3 separate regions of the Zea mays genome follow, and all the other regions are linked to region 2. Evidence: chromatin contacts called from public Hi-C data. All regions are on one chromosome and are shown on one strand. The core of a region is the stretch at or near the end of the contact, and the rest is flanking DNA. Distances in the headings are between cores, read along the strand shown.

Region 1 (3,686 bases), core at 667-3,166, 400 kb before region 2:
GTTACAAAACATATGGATGGAAAGGCAAAACTAGAGGCATGATAATGCAGTGAGAACATCAAGTAGATATATAAAAGTATTGAGCAAGCATCTTCATCCTTATCAACATCTAAATAGATTCTCTAATAAAATAGAGTACATCTAAAGTTCACCATCACTAGAGATCTGTCTACCTCTTTTTGCTATGAAGTCATCCGCTTTCATTGATTGTGAGTTATCCACAGATAGTGATAATCCAATCTTTAATTTGGCAGTTTTCGTCTGAAAGATGACCAACAAAGGAAGTTACATAGAACTACAAAAAACATGTATCACTGGAGTGGAACGACCAAAAAGAACAAGGTCAAAATTGTGTACCATATGCGATATAATTGCAGTGTTTGTAGTTCCTGAAGCAGCCATAAAAGCTTTTGACTTCCTACCATAAAGAGGGCATAGCACAAACCCTCCACCTTCAGAAGTCTTCCTCCCATAGCTATCCCCCAAGAGTACAATTGCCGGAGAATTCATATCTCTGAAGTCCAAGCACCAGCGTATATCACCAGAAGCCTCAAGGAGCTCAACACCCACAGGAGTGACCTTAAATTTCTACAGAATGTTCAGATACAAGAACCAAAGTATTAGACATCATGTGATGATAATACAACAGTATTTCTTTCAATACAGCATTATGTGAGTAATAAGTTATCAAAGATGGTCTCCGCAATCAGCTAGGTATCTAAATAATGACCATAGAACTGGTACACTACAATCATCTACCACATCCAGTCACTTATATATGACATTTCGAACAACAAACTAAAGTTAAAAGCAAGCCAGACTTGCTGTCTGAAACATCATATGGATCTGACTGGAGGGAGTAGTATTTCATAGCATGTCGTTATTTTGAGCACATTTTGTGGCACTATTTTTCATATAGTTAAAAAATCGCAAACAACTGAACAAGAATGAATGTGTGAATATGTGAATTATCTTCAATAGTTCTGCTTGAACTTGTAGCCTGGTGCTATGAGATCTGGTGAATTATCTTAAGGATGCAACAAGTTGAATCATGAAGTAGGGTAGTACTAGATGAGATTGGGCATGGAAGCATCAATTGATCAGAATAGAGTTGTACAGCACAATTGCTTACAGAAACTAAGCCTTTGTTTATTTCAAAAAAGAAAAGAAACACAGCCTTGTATTTCTATTTTTTTTTTTTTTGTTCACGGCAGCACAACACGGTAGATAGTAGCGGGATGTGAAGTTGATAGAAGCGGGTATTCAGGAAGGGGGTGTGCTTACGAAGGAGGACCATTCGTGGGTGCGTCGGCGGAGGTGGAGAACGGGGAAGTCGAAGGAGGCCTGGACCGGGCGGAGGCGGTGGAGTTCGGTGAGGATCCCCGGGCGGAGCGGCGACGAGAAGCGCATGGGCTTGAACTTGCTGCGGGCATCGGTGCGGACTGCGAGCGTGAACTCGTCGGTGGCGGTGAGAGCCTCAGCGTGGTCGAACTCGGAGCGGGCATCGTAGGAGTTGGTGAGGTTGAGCGTGGTGGGGTCGAGCGTGACGACGCCGGAAGAGGCGATGCAAAGGACCCGGCGGTACCTTCCCCTCCAAGAGTGCTTGACGACGAGGTACCGGGCGAGGTACTCGGGCTCCTCGGCGACGCCCGCGGGGGCAGCGGCGGATGCCGATGTGGCCGCCTCCGCTGCGGCGTGGCGGCTGGCAAAGTCCATGGCGGCTAGACTCGGGCCGGCATTAGGGTTCCGCCACCAGCGCAGGGAAGGGGAAGAGTGGCGCGAGTGAGTCGCCCCCAGCGCGGCGACCGATCTCGAAGCGTGACAAGATCCCCCTTTGCTGCTGCTGCCCAGCCGGTCGCCGGAGGACGGTGCTCGCCGGCGCACCAGCCGGATAATTGTTGAGATTTGTGTTGCGCGAGTTTTCCTGGTGCTTCGATTGAGATTGATCGGTCGACCGATCGGTTTGGTTGGCTCCTTTTCCGTTTTATTTTTCTGCCCGTTTTCCAAGCTGTTGCTTGCTTCCGATCTCACTTTTACCTTCTGTCTTCGTGGCTTCAGCCCCTACTACCACGTAGGGAGAGGGATCATTCAGGACAATTGGCTTCCGTGTTTGCCTAATTGGCTTCAGCGCGAGTGAGCTTGCGTTGTTTTCTTCTCTTTTCCCCCCTTTTTTATCATTAAATAATGTCATGTTTTAAAGTAAAACGAACACAGTGGTATTAACCGCCGTATATATTCGAACAATACGCCAAGAAAATAATTTCTTGGACATTTCTTAAGCAAGATTTGACTTTAATGTATACTTCCCCTTTTTCTATTAGGTCCCGTTTTTTCTTTCATTTTGAGAAATTAAAATCTTACTAATGAAATAGGCTATTTTTTTAAACGTGATATTCCACCACTTTCCAAAATTATCATATAATTCTATCTCAAATTCATGGGGTGAGAGATGGAAATTGATTCTATAGATTTTCATGTCATTTTTCTAATGTACAACTTATAACACATTCTTATACTTGCTTCGCTATAATATAAATGTTCTATAATATAAATATAGTATATAATTATCTTTCTCATATGATTTAAGATAAATACAAATAAATTACATATATAAATATATGAACTTAATTAGTTTTGTCTAAATTATAATTATTAGAATGGAATTCAATTCCAACGAAACAAATAGGGCCTTAGTTGTATTCTAAGTTAAATATGTTTATCTTTTACTGTTAACTTTAAAAAGCTGTAGAGATTAATAATATGATATTTATGTTTTTAGATTTATTAAGAAAAACAGTTTCATAATATATATATGGTTTATATCTATGTTGTGAATTTTATTTTTAGATTTATTTTGTGAAAATACATGAACCTTTTAGACCATATTTAATCATTATCATCTTCAATCGTTCCCTAAATGATACTCCCTCGCATACAAGGCAGTATCTAATCATTCCCTATTCAACTCCCTATATACATTATAACTCAGTTATTTAAAAAAATCATCAATTTTTGAAATTTTAAAAATCATAGAGCATTTATACTATCATAATACAAATTGTTATTATGTTACAAAGCTTAAACAAGAATAGAATCGCAAAGGAAAGACCTAGTTAACATATTGAGAGAGCCATTGGAGGGCAAATCCCCCCAAATGGCATGGGATGTGGGGCGGGGCAGAGGTGGGGATAGACGTTGGAGGTGGCTTGAAGATTGGTAGCCAAAGTTATGATTGTTTGACTTAGACGTCCAAAACGAAACTCTTTTGTGTCAATTGTTCTTTTTAGGAAGTTAACTGTTGCACTTTATTAATTTAAGAAAATACTTACATTGTTTACTAGATAATGTAAAATAAAGTTAGGGAGTTCATCGATCTAAATATAATCTTTTCTTTCTTGGAAAGCTAGCCAAGCTAACATATAAACCACCTGATTAGCATCCTATTACAATGCTCAATTAAGACACAATCAAAACCATGCCACGTACTCTGCTCGGTTCAGGACTCCTTTGGACATATAGCACCACAAGTGTCTAGTATGTGCCAAAGAGAGGCACCAAATAGGACATGTGTCGTATCTCAGGGATAGCGACAACATTGATATCGAAAGTGTCCAATGTAGCGAGTTGGGGTACACCAAATTGCAATGTGTACATTGGACCAGAAGCTAAAGCGTTCACCGGACAAG
Region 2 (3,974 bases), core at 1,083-3,582:
CAAGCAGGCCTCCCGCTCTGCCATCATCCTCGCCTCCATCTCCTGTCGTTCCCTCCTCTTCTAGCTGGGCCTATAATATTTTAACACAATATTATAATAACTCAAAGAGAAGGTATATAACTCAAGGAATGAGGAGTTACAGAAACACTAACCTGGAGTTGTTGTATCTTCAAACTCTTAGGTTTCTACACATAGTGCGTGATAATTTTCACGAAACATTCTCAAATTTTTATCATATGCTCTACATTTGATATCATGACATGTCGACAAGTTTCATGATTTTCTGACTTTGTTTGTGTTTTATATAATTTTTAAACAACTGGATGCAAGTTCACAGTCATGTTTAGTGAGCATGGTGCTCGAAAATTCCGATTTGCTCCTTAAATCGACCGTAACTTGTGTTAAATAACATGGATACCATTTTTGCATTCAAGGTTTTATATTTTTCGAGTGACTTGCAGTTCAAATCTGAATTATCTGAGGAAAATCAATTAAACGAACAAAATCTAATAGCTATAGCAAACACTTTTATAATTATACCAAAATTGAACCTGTAAGTCTACATAGTGTAGGAACATAGTAGACAAAGTTTGGTTGAGAAAAGAAAAAAAGAAAAAAATATTTTGTTGAGTGTCAGTCTGGAGACACTCGGCAAAGAAGCCTTCTTTGCCGAGTGCCAAAGGTCGGCGCTCGGCAAAGCTAATGGCCGTCAGATATAGACGGTGGTTGATAGCCCTTTGCCGAGCGTCTCTGTTCGCCGAGTGTTCGACACTCAACAAAATGGTCTTTGCCGAGTGTCTTTTTGTGACGAGAGTCCTGCTCTCAGTAAACGTGGTCGTTACCGAGAGTAGGATTTTGCCAAGTGCGGCTCTTGACAAAGATTTCTTTGCCGAGTAGCCGAGAAAAAGGACTACTCGGCACTCGCAAAAAGCCGGATTTCGATAATGTAAATTGGCTAATTATTCCTACAAGTCAACTCACCAACCAAGTATTTACTTGAAAATGAACATTGAAAATAACAATTAGAGAGAGAAAGTATCTTGCCAACAAAGTGGGAAGCATAGGGTCACCTCTGACCACCCAAGAAGGTGGAGACATCGTTAATGGCAGAGGTCGTGACGAGTAGCAGTGCCCGGTTAGAATTTGGAGTGAGGAAGGAGGCAGTGCCTAAGATCTGCCCGATGGCGACTAGCGAAGCATGGGTGAGCGACACGACACGAGCGGGTGAGGAAGTTCATAGGAAGGGAGAGAAGAGGGCATCTACGGGCCTGATTTCCTATTTTTTCATGTTGACGTAGGCAGGTTGGCGCGTAATGATCATGGCGCCCGAGTTGATGGCATGGCAGCCATATGCAAGCCAGAATAACACAACTTTTGGATCGTATGGCGTAAGAAGAGTAGAAACAGTGATCCAGTTTGGTCCTAAAGCACGTCGTGTCTTTATCGAACTGTACCAGATGGGTCGACCCAAGCCCGACCCATGCGTGTGGACCGTGATAAAAGGCCGATAGGCTAGAATTTAAGGCTAAGCCTATACCCATTTTCGGATCGTGCTAGCTCGGCCTATACCATCTTGTGCTTGGCCACCTTGAGCTCTTGTTTTTGAGCCGTGTACTAGCCGAAAAAAAAACCGACCATATTTCCAGCACAGCAGATGAGTGCTTGGCGCTGACCTACGACGCTGGCAGCCGTCACGCGAGACGAGATGACAGTGACACCGTTTTTGCTGTTTGGTCGCATTAGAGAGATTGGTGAGGTTAGACAGTTTATTTTTGAGAAGTAAAATTACTCTGATATTATTTTAAGAAATAGCTTTAAGAAATTTAAAAGTAAGACGTTCGATATGCAGGATTTTAGATTTGTGGGACATGGTCGGCAAGAGATTGGGTAATCCGGAAGCTAATAAAGTCGTCGCGCGCGCCGGCCGATGGCGATGTGTCGCAGAACGGATCGCCGTTCCTCGTTCAGCCGTTGAGGTAGGCATCGTCCGACGAAGCTGTGCCGTCGTACGTCCGCTTTCCAGCTGCAGAATGTTTACATTGCAGTGTCAGGCGGTCCACGACATGCATGCATGTCGTCCTCATTAGCAATATTACCAGCGATCTAGTCACCCCACCCGGCGCCGTGCCGTGTGACATCGTGTGGTTACAAACCAAAAGTAAACCAGCAACATTCTCCCTGACGCTGTCCCTGTCGTGCTCTGATCATTTTCGATGCTTTGGGCCAGCCTCTGATACGGCGATACTCACTTTTTGCTGAACGGTTATACAGTTGTTGTAAGTAGTGTGCATGGAACTGGAAGTAGTGCTCCACTCCAAGAGGGTGTACATGTTTCGCACGAGTTGTAGAACGACCCGCTGGCAGTGACAGGAGGCGAAGTGGCGATCAGAGAATGAAGGCGCGTCAGCTGGATAGAAGAATGTGCAGGCAAGTTGCGACAAGCAGTGGCGCATCCACCTGTTCACGTCGACATCGTCATGTATGTGGGCCCATCACCACTAAACCAAAGCGTTTTCTAACTTTCGTCCCGCCTGTATAGAGGTAGTGTTTGGTTACAAAGCCTACTTACACAACAACTATATTCTAGATTATAAAGATAGAGCGGCTCCATTCTATGTTAAGGGCATGTTTAGGAGAGTTTAAGGCCTTGTTTAGGTAGTATTTGGTTGAAGAGCCAAGTAGAACGGAGCCATTCTGTTCTAGTTTTGTCGCTGTTTGGTTACAAAGTAAATAGAACGGAATGGCTCCAATTAGGGAATATTCTCCTTAGATCCGGAACCATTCCGCTCCAAAAAAACAACCGGACGGAGCCGCTCCGTTCCCATCCCGCTCTCACAGTCACGCTCTGTTCCGTTCACTCTGCAACCAAACAAAAAACAGAGCCGCTCCGTTCCAGATTACCAAACACAGAACAGAGCGGCTCTGTTCCTAGAATCAAGGATAGAACGGCTTCGTTCTACTTAGCTCCTCAACCAAACACTACCTTAGGATAGCTCTAGCTCCAGAAAATTTGGTGAGGTTAGTGAAGTAGATCATTAGATGCTCCAGAAAATCATGGAGCTGGAGCTATAATTTGTTATTCTGGATAGCTCAAACCGAAGGTACATTTATAATTTGTTATTCTGGATATGGTAATGCAAATGAAAATAAGTTAATGATAATGTCTACATTATTTTTCGTATTTCATATATGAATTCTTCCTTATCATTTATTGTGCTTACGAAGATTTTTTCTTTCACAACCTTCGTCCGGAATTAATTATATCCGAAGGGACATAATGTCTTGAATGACGAAAGACTTTAATATTTAACACTTTTTATGTTGCCTTGTTCTTAACTCTTAGCATTTGAGAACAAGTCCCCAACATTGGCGCCCACCTCCGGTGAACTCACTTCCACTTTTTGAGTTTTGAACACCTTCGGCAAGCATAGACCTTCGTCATGCCGCCGAAGAAAGCTTCAGCAACAGGGGCTGTAGCTCTGCAACCACTGGATCCCAACTAGGAGACTCTCTCTCTTCGGGAGGCCCAAAGCCAGAAGAGGAAGGCCACCAGCCCAACGCCTCAGGAGGATGAATTGGATCAAGAGATCAGAGATATGGAGATGCTTCATCAACAGGTGCAGAGGAAGAAGGAAAAGATGGCTAGGCTAGCTGACCTGCAAAGGCAGATAGACGAAGCCTCTGAAGAAGTTCGTCATCTTACTCAAGATGAGCAGAACCGAAGGCCTCAGCACAGAGAGCTTCATCAGGAGGGCTTCTTCAACGAAGATGACTGGAATGAGAATTTCCATCATGGAAATTTTGCTTTTGATGATGCTTCTCCTCTGTCAGCAGAACTGCAGGCTACACCTTGGCCTCCGTCCTACAAGCCACCCCAACTCCCCATGTACGACGGTCACTCAGATCCGAAGCAGTTTCTGATGAGTTACGAAGCAACAATATCTTCATATGGTGGCAATACTGCAGTCATGGCG
Region 3 (3,823 bases), core at 1,008-3,507, 270 kb after region 2:
CCTGGGTATGAAAAGAGCACAAAACGTTAATTAGGTTCCTGTTTCCCAGCATAGATAGACACGGCTTGCAAAATGAAGCACAAATTACTTTTAAGGTAGTCTTTTAATTCATGGATAACTTTGGCATCCTTCACAAAGGAAACTGCATAGAAATCAACACCGTTTTCGACACCAAATTTTATGTCTTCCCAATCCTTCTCTGTTGAAAACAGAAGCACGTTAGGATGTTGGATGCAACTAAATGGCAGCTAGACTGGTCAGGGGATCAACTAACCAGTGATAGATGGCAAAGTAGCACTCTTTCCACGGACATTTAGGTGGCGCCGTGATTTCAATTCCCCACCATCAACTACTTTACACTTGACTGTATCGGTTGTTTTAGACTTCACAGCAAGCGACATCATTCCTCCTGTAGCACACAACAGTACAATGAAGAATCGGTGTATGAAACATAATATCATATATAATGTTCAATTGCAAACAAGTGAATCAGTTTATGGAAGAAGGCAACAAAAGAACCCGACAATATCCATTACAGGATCATAGTAACACAAAATCAACATAATCAGAATATTTAATCAAATGAAATAAGTTAGATTGCAGAAGAAACATGATTGTAGGGATAACTTCAATACAAACCAGCTGTCACAGCATGAACACGAACTAGCTTCAACAAGTAAATAATCATCTACACGCATTCAAAGTAGAATATGGCAATTGAGAGTTTAGCTCACCATCCACTAATAGTATGTCGCCAGCTTCAACATCATTTATGAAGTCATCATAGTTCACGCTGACAGTGTCTTCAGTGCTCACCCCTCTTTTAATCGTGAAGTTGAACTCTTGACCTTCCTTGAGCATGATTGGCTCTGGAACATCCCCACTTCTAACTTCAGGACCCTGCATCCATCAAACTCAGTCATAAGAATTTAAGTTGTTGTAGAATTAGTTTTGATGTATGCAGCTGAGATATACCTTTGTGTCCAGCATAATGGCAATAACATTGCCATCAGTGTTCTGTGCATTGTACTCCTTGACCAAATCAATAACCTTCTGGTGCGACTGGTGGTCACCATGGGACATATTAAGGCGTGCTACATTCATTCCAGTCTCTGCAAGCTTCCAAATCATCTCACGAGTGTTGGTTGAGGGACCTATGGTGCAGACTATCTTTGTCTTTCTCCTAGAATTTGCAGTAACTGCCTGTGAAGTGATTTCACTTGTAGCCTTACTATTCATCTGCATCAGAAATGGTACAATCGTTACCACATAAAGTACTTCGTCATCACATGAAGTAGCCACTTAAGTGATTAAGTATCTGAATCATTCGTACTCAAAAGTTATTTGTGTTACTAAAAAGTCTAAATAAGCTAAATATTGGTTACAAACTTCAGATGGCGATAGAAATAGCATCAGGTACTGTCGTACTGAACATCATGGAGCCAAAACGAGCACTAAATCAGATCAAGTAAAAGGAGTATCTGGATAAAATGTCCTGGAAATGCGCAAACATCTGTAAATGCAATGCTATTCCTGTAGTTTTATTCACCATTGAAATGAATCATCAAATATCTGAGCCTGCACCTTGGGATCAGCCGACCGACCTTTGTGTACTAACGAGCTCGCAGCAACAACTAGACTACGATCATCAACTGCGAATAACAACGCTTGGGATCCAATCGCCAAACACAATACATGCGCGCAGGGACTAATCCGATGCAAGGCTGAACTGAACGAAGCAAAACCTGAAACTAATCTCCTCTGCGAACCAAATCAGCAAGCAGAGTCTCGGTGGTTCGCAGAGGAGCACAGACGCGCACAGAAATGGAAAGTAGCTGTACAGTGATACCGCCAAGCAGTCGAGCGTGCAGGGCGAAATCAGACGGGCTTAAGGATGGCACTCACCCGAGCATGCACAGCGCCGTTGGTCGTGCCGGCGAGATCCGCCGTCAGCGCCTCGGTGGCGGTCGTCCGCAGCGACTGCGCCGCCACCGCCCTCCTAGGCTGCTGCGGTGCCGCCGCCGGGGCTGGGTGCGCAGCCGGCCTGAGCGTCGCCACCGCCACTCTCGCCGCCGCGAAACCACCGATCTCCGCCGCTGCCGCCATTTGATGTCCCCGTGCTCCGCGCCGCGCTCGAGGAGAGTAGCGCACGAGCACGACAAGTCGTGGAGGCAGGTGCGGACTGCGGAGGCTGCGGCGCGCGTGTGTGGGACGGAGAGCGCTCCTCGCCGCGAGGGTTTTCGTATGATATTCCGACAAGGCGTGGCGGTGGCCGTGGGCCGCTTCTTATTACGCCGCAGGGGGAGATGGAGGAGGCGGGCCCACGCGCCAGGTGTGCACGGCGCGGTCCACACGATGCCTCCAATCCTCGGTTCCAACGCCCGAGAGAACCGGAGGTTGGAAGGCCCTGCTAAACTGGCACTGGCAGGCTGGCACAAACCGGTGGGCCGTTGTTCTGTTTGGGCCCAAACGTCAGTGGCTGTCGATGATCTTATTGTTCCGCATGCCAACACGGAGTACTTGTATATCTCTCTGTTTTTTTTTTCTCGACCGGGGCGCTGACTGACATGTGGAGCTGGCAACAAGGGCGGAGATCGCGAGGCGGGGACATTGCTGTTAGACGATTGCGTCGAGGAGACAAGGCAAAGCCATGCTTTCTTCGCCCAGGCGCCGCCGTGTGTCTCTGATGCAGTAGTGCTATGCCGCTAGGAATTAGGATCCCGTCACGTCACTCCTTAGCGTCTCTATAATGTCTCAAATAGCTATGTAGAGCTGAGAGAAAAATAAAAATAATAATTTATCTCATCTTCTATCTATTTGCTGATCACTAGCTATTCTCGGTTTTTCTATATTTTCTTTCCATATAGAAAAAAGACTAGTTAGCGAAATAGCTAGCCATTGAAGATGCCTTAGACATGTCTGCCCCCAAGCTGACGGACGAATCTTCGTCGTCTGGGCCATTAAATGGGCTGTTTCTCCTAAGGACGAGCAAACAGAACTACATAAACGTCGCAGAGTGTGAGAGCGACAAGTGCATGCATATCCTCGGCAACCAAAACACCGTATGTGCAGGTGCAGCTGCCAGCTGTGCTTGCTAGAGGAAGTAGTAGAAAAGCTGGAAGAAAGACAACTTCAGTTTGGGCATGATACAGGATTTCCAAGAACAGCGCAAACGAAACAAAGTACTATGACAGGGACCATCATTCTTATTTCGATTCCATGTAGTGTACACTGCGTGACTTCTGTTAGCCCGCGATTACAAAGGGAACAATATGCTACAAAACCTAGGGTGGCCTTTCCTAGACACCAAAACAGCATTGTCGATGGTCCAGACGGATGCCGACATTTCAGCTCAGTTAGCTATCGATTCCAACAAGAAAACGCCTGCCAAACTGGTATAAAAGGCAAAAAACACTAACAAGCGACTCCATAAGGAAGAACTGCAGCTGCCACCGGCCTGCCCTCCTCGTTCAGGATATTATATGTTGAAGCCGCATTCCTCTGCAAACCATGGAAGCATTGTATTATAAGCAGAGAGGAACAGCACAGGTTCCCTTCCTATTGTAATTTTTAGGCTTTGTTTCGGAAAGAGGAACGGCGATGATGAAACAGTGCGAAGGGAGGGATTAGGCCATTAAAATGCATACTGAATCGACTGCTTCTAGCTTCATTCCAGTTGAACGAATGAACTTTCGTAGCTCAGGACTGACCGGCTGGATGTGTCTTCCACAACCAAGAATCAAGATCTCTGGACAAGAATGGCATATCAAATGTTGCAGATCACTTTGATATTTCTACCTATGAGGACGATCAAATGTACAGA

The links. A called contact is a pair of places that touch in the nucleus more often than the background predicts.
Region 1: a Hi-C map of bundle sheath shows a contact between it and region 2, with 4 times the contacts expected there. The contact joins the promoter of LOC100272361 here to the enhancer-like site in region 2. A contact is called at or near these places in 3 of 25 Hi-C or Micro-C datasets (bundle sheath, ear and tassel).
Region 3: a contact with region 2 is called in a Hi-C map of endosperm, with 3 times the contacts expected there. The contact joins the promoter of LOC100273990 here to the enhancer-like site in region 2. A contact is called at or near these places in 4 of 25 Hi-C or Micro-C datasets (bundle sheath, ear, endosperm and 1 more).

Annotation. Positions count from the first base shown.
Region 1 is chr1:99,726,417-99,730,102 of Zm-B73-REFERENCE-NAM-5.0, reverse strand. It overlaps LOC100272361, which reads right to left and starts at 1,916. Exons shown (of 22, transcript NM_001359605.1): 1 at 1,285-1,916; 2 at 358-588; 3 at 174-261. The coding sequence starts at 1,716.
Region 2 is chr1:99,329,594-99,333,567 of Zm-B73-REFERENCE-NAM-5.0, reverse strand. No RefSeq gene overlaps it. Among protein-coding and RNA genes, the nearest start is that of LOC103637689, 130 kb to the right of the region's middle. Within about 2 kb of position 2,332, at least 8 of the 20 cell types and tissues checked have an H3K27ac peak or open chromatin away from gene starts, as enhancers often do. A contact at or near this core is called in bundle sheath and endosperm, where this site is marked.
Region 3 is chr1:99,057,792-99,061,614 of Zm-B73-REFERENCE-NAM-5.0, reverse strand. It overlaps LOC100273990, which reads right to left and starts at 2,257. Exons shown (of 12, transcript NM_001148376.2): 1 at 1,906-2,257; 2 at 976-1,239; 3 at 735-900; 4 at 275-409; 5 at 89-199; 6 at 1. The coding sequence starts at 2,106. It overlaps LOC100276291, which reads right to left. Exons shown (of 6, transcript NM_001150115.2): 5 at 3,648-3,748; 6 at 3,185-3,501. The coding sequence ends at 3,415.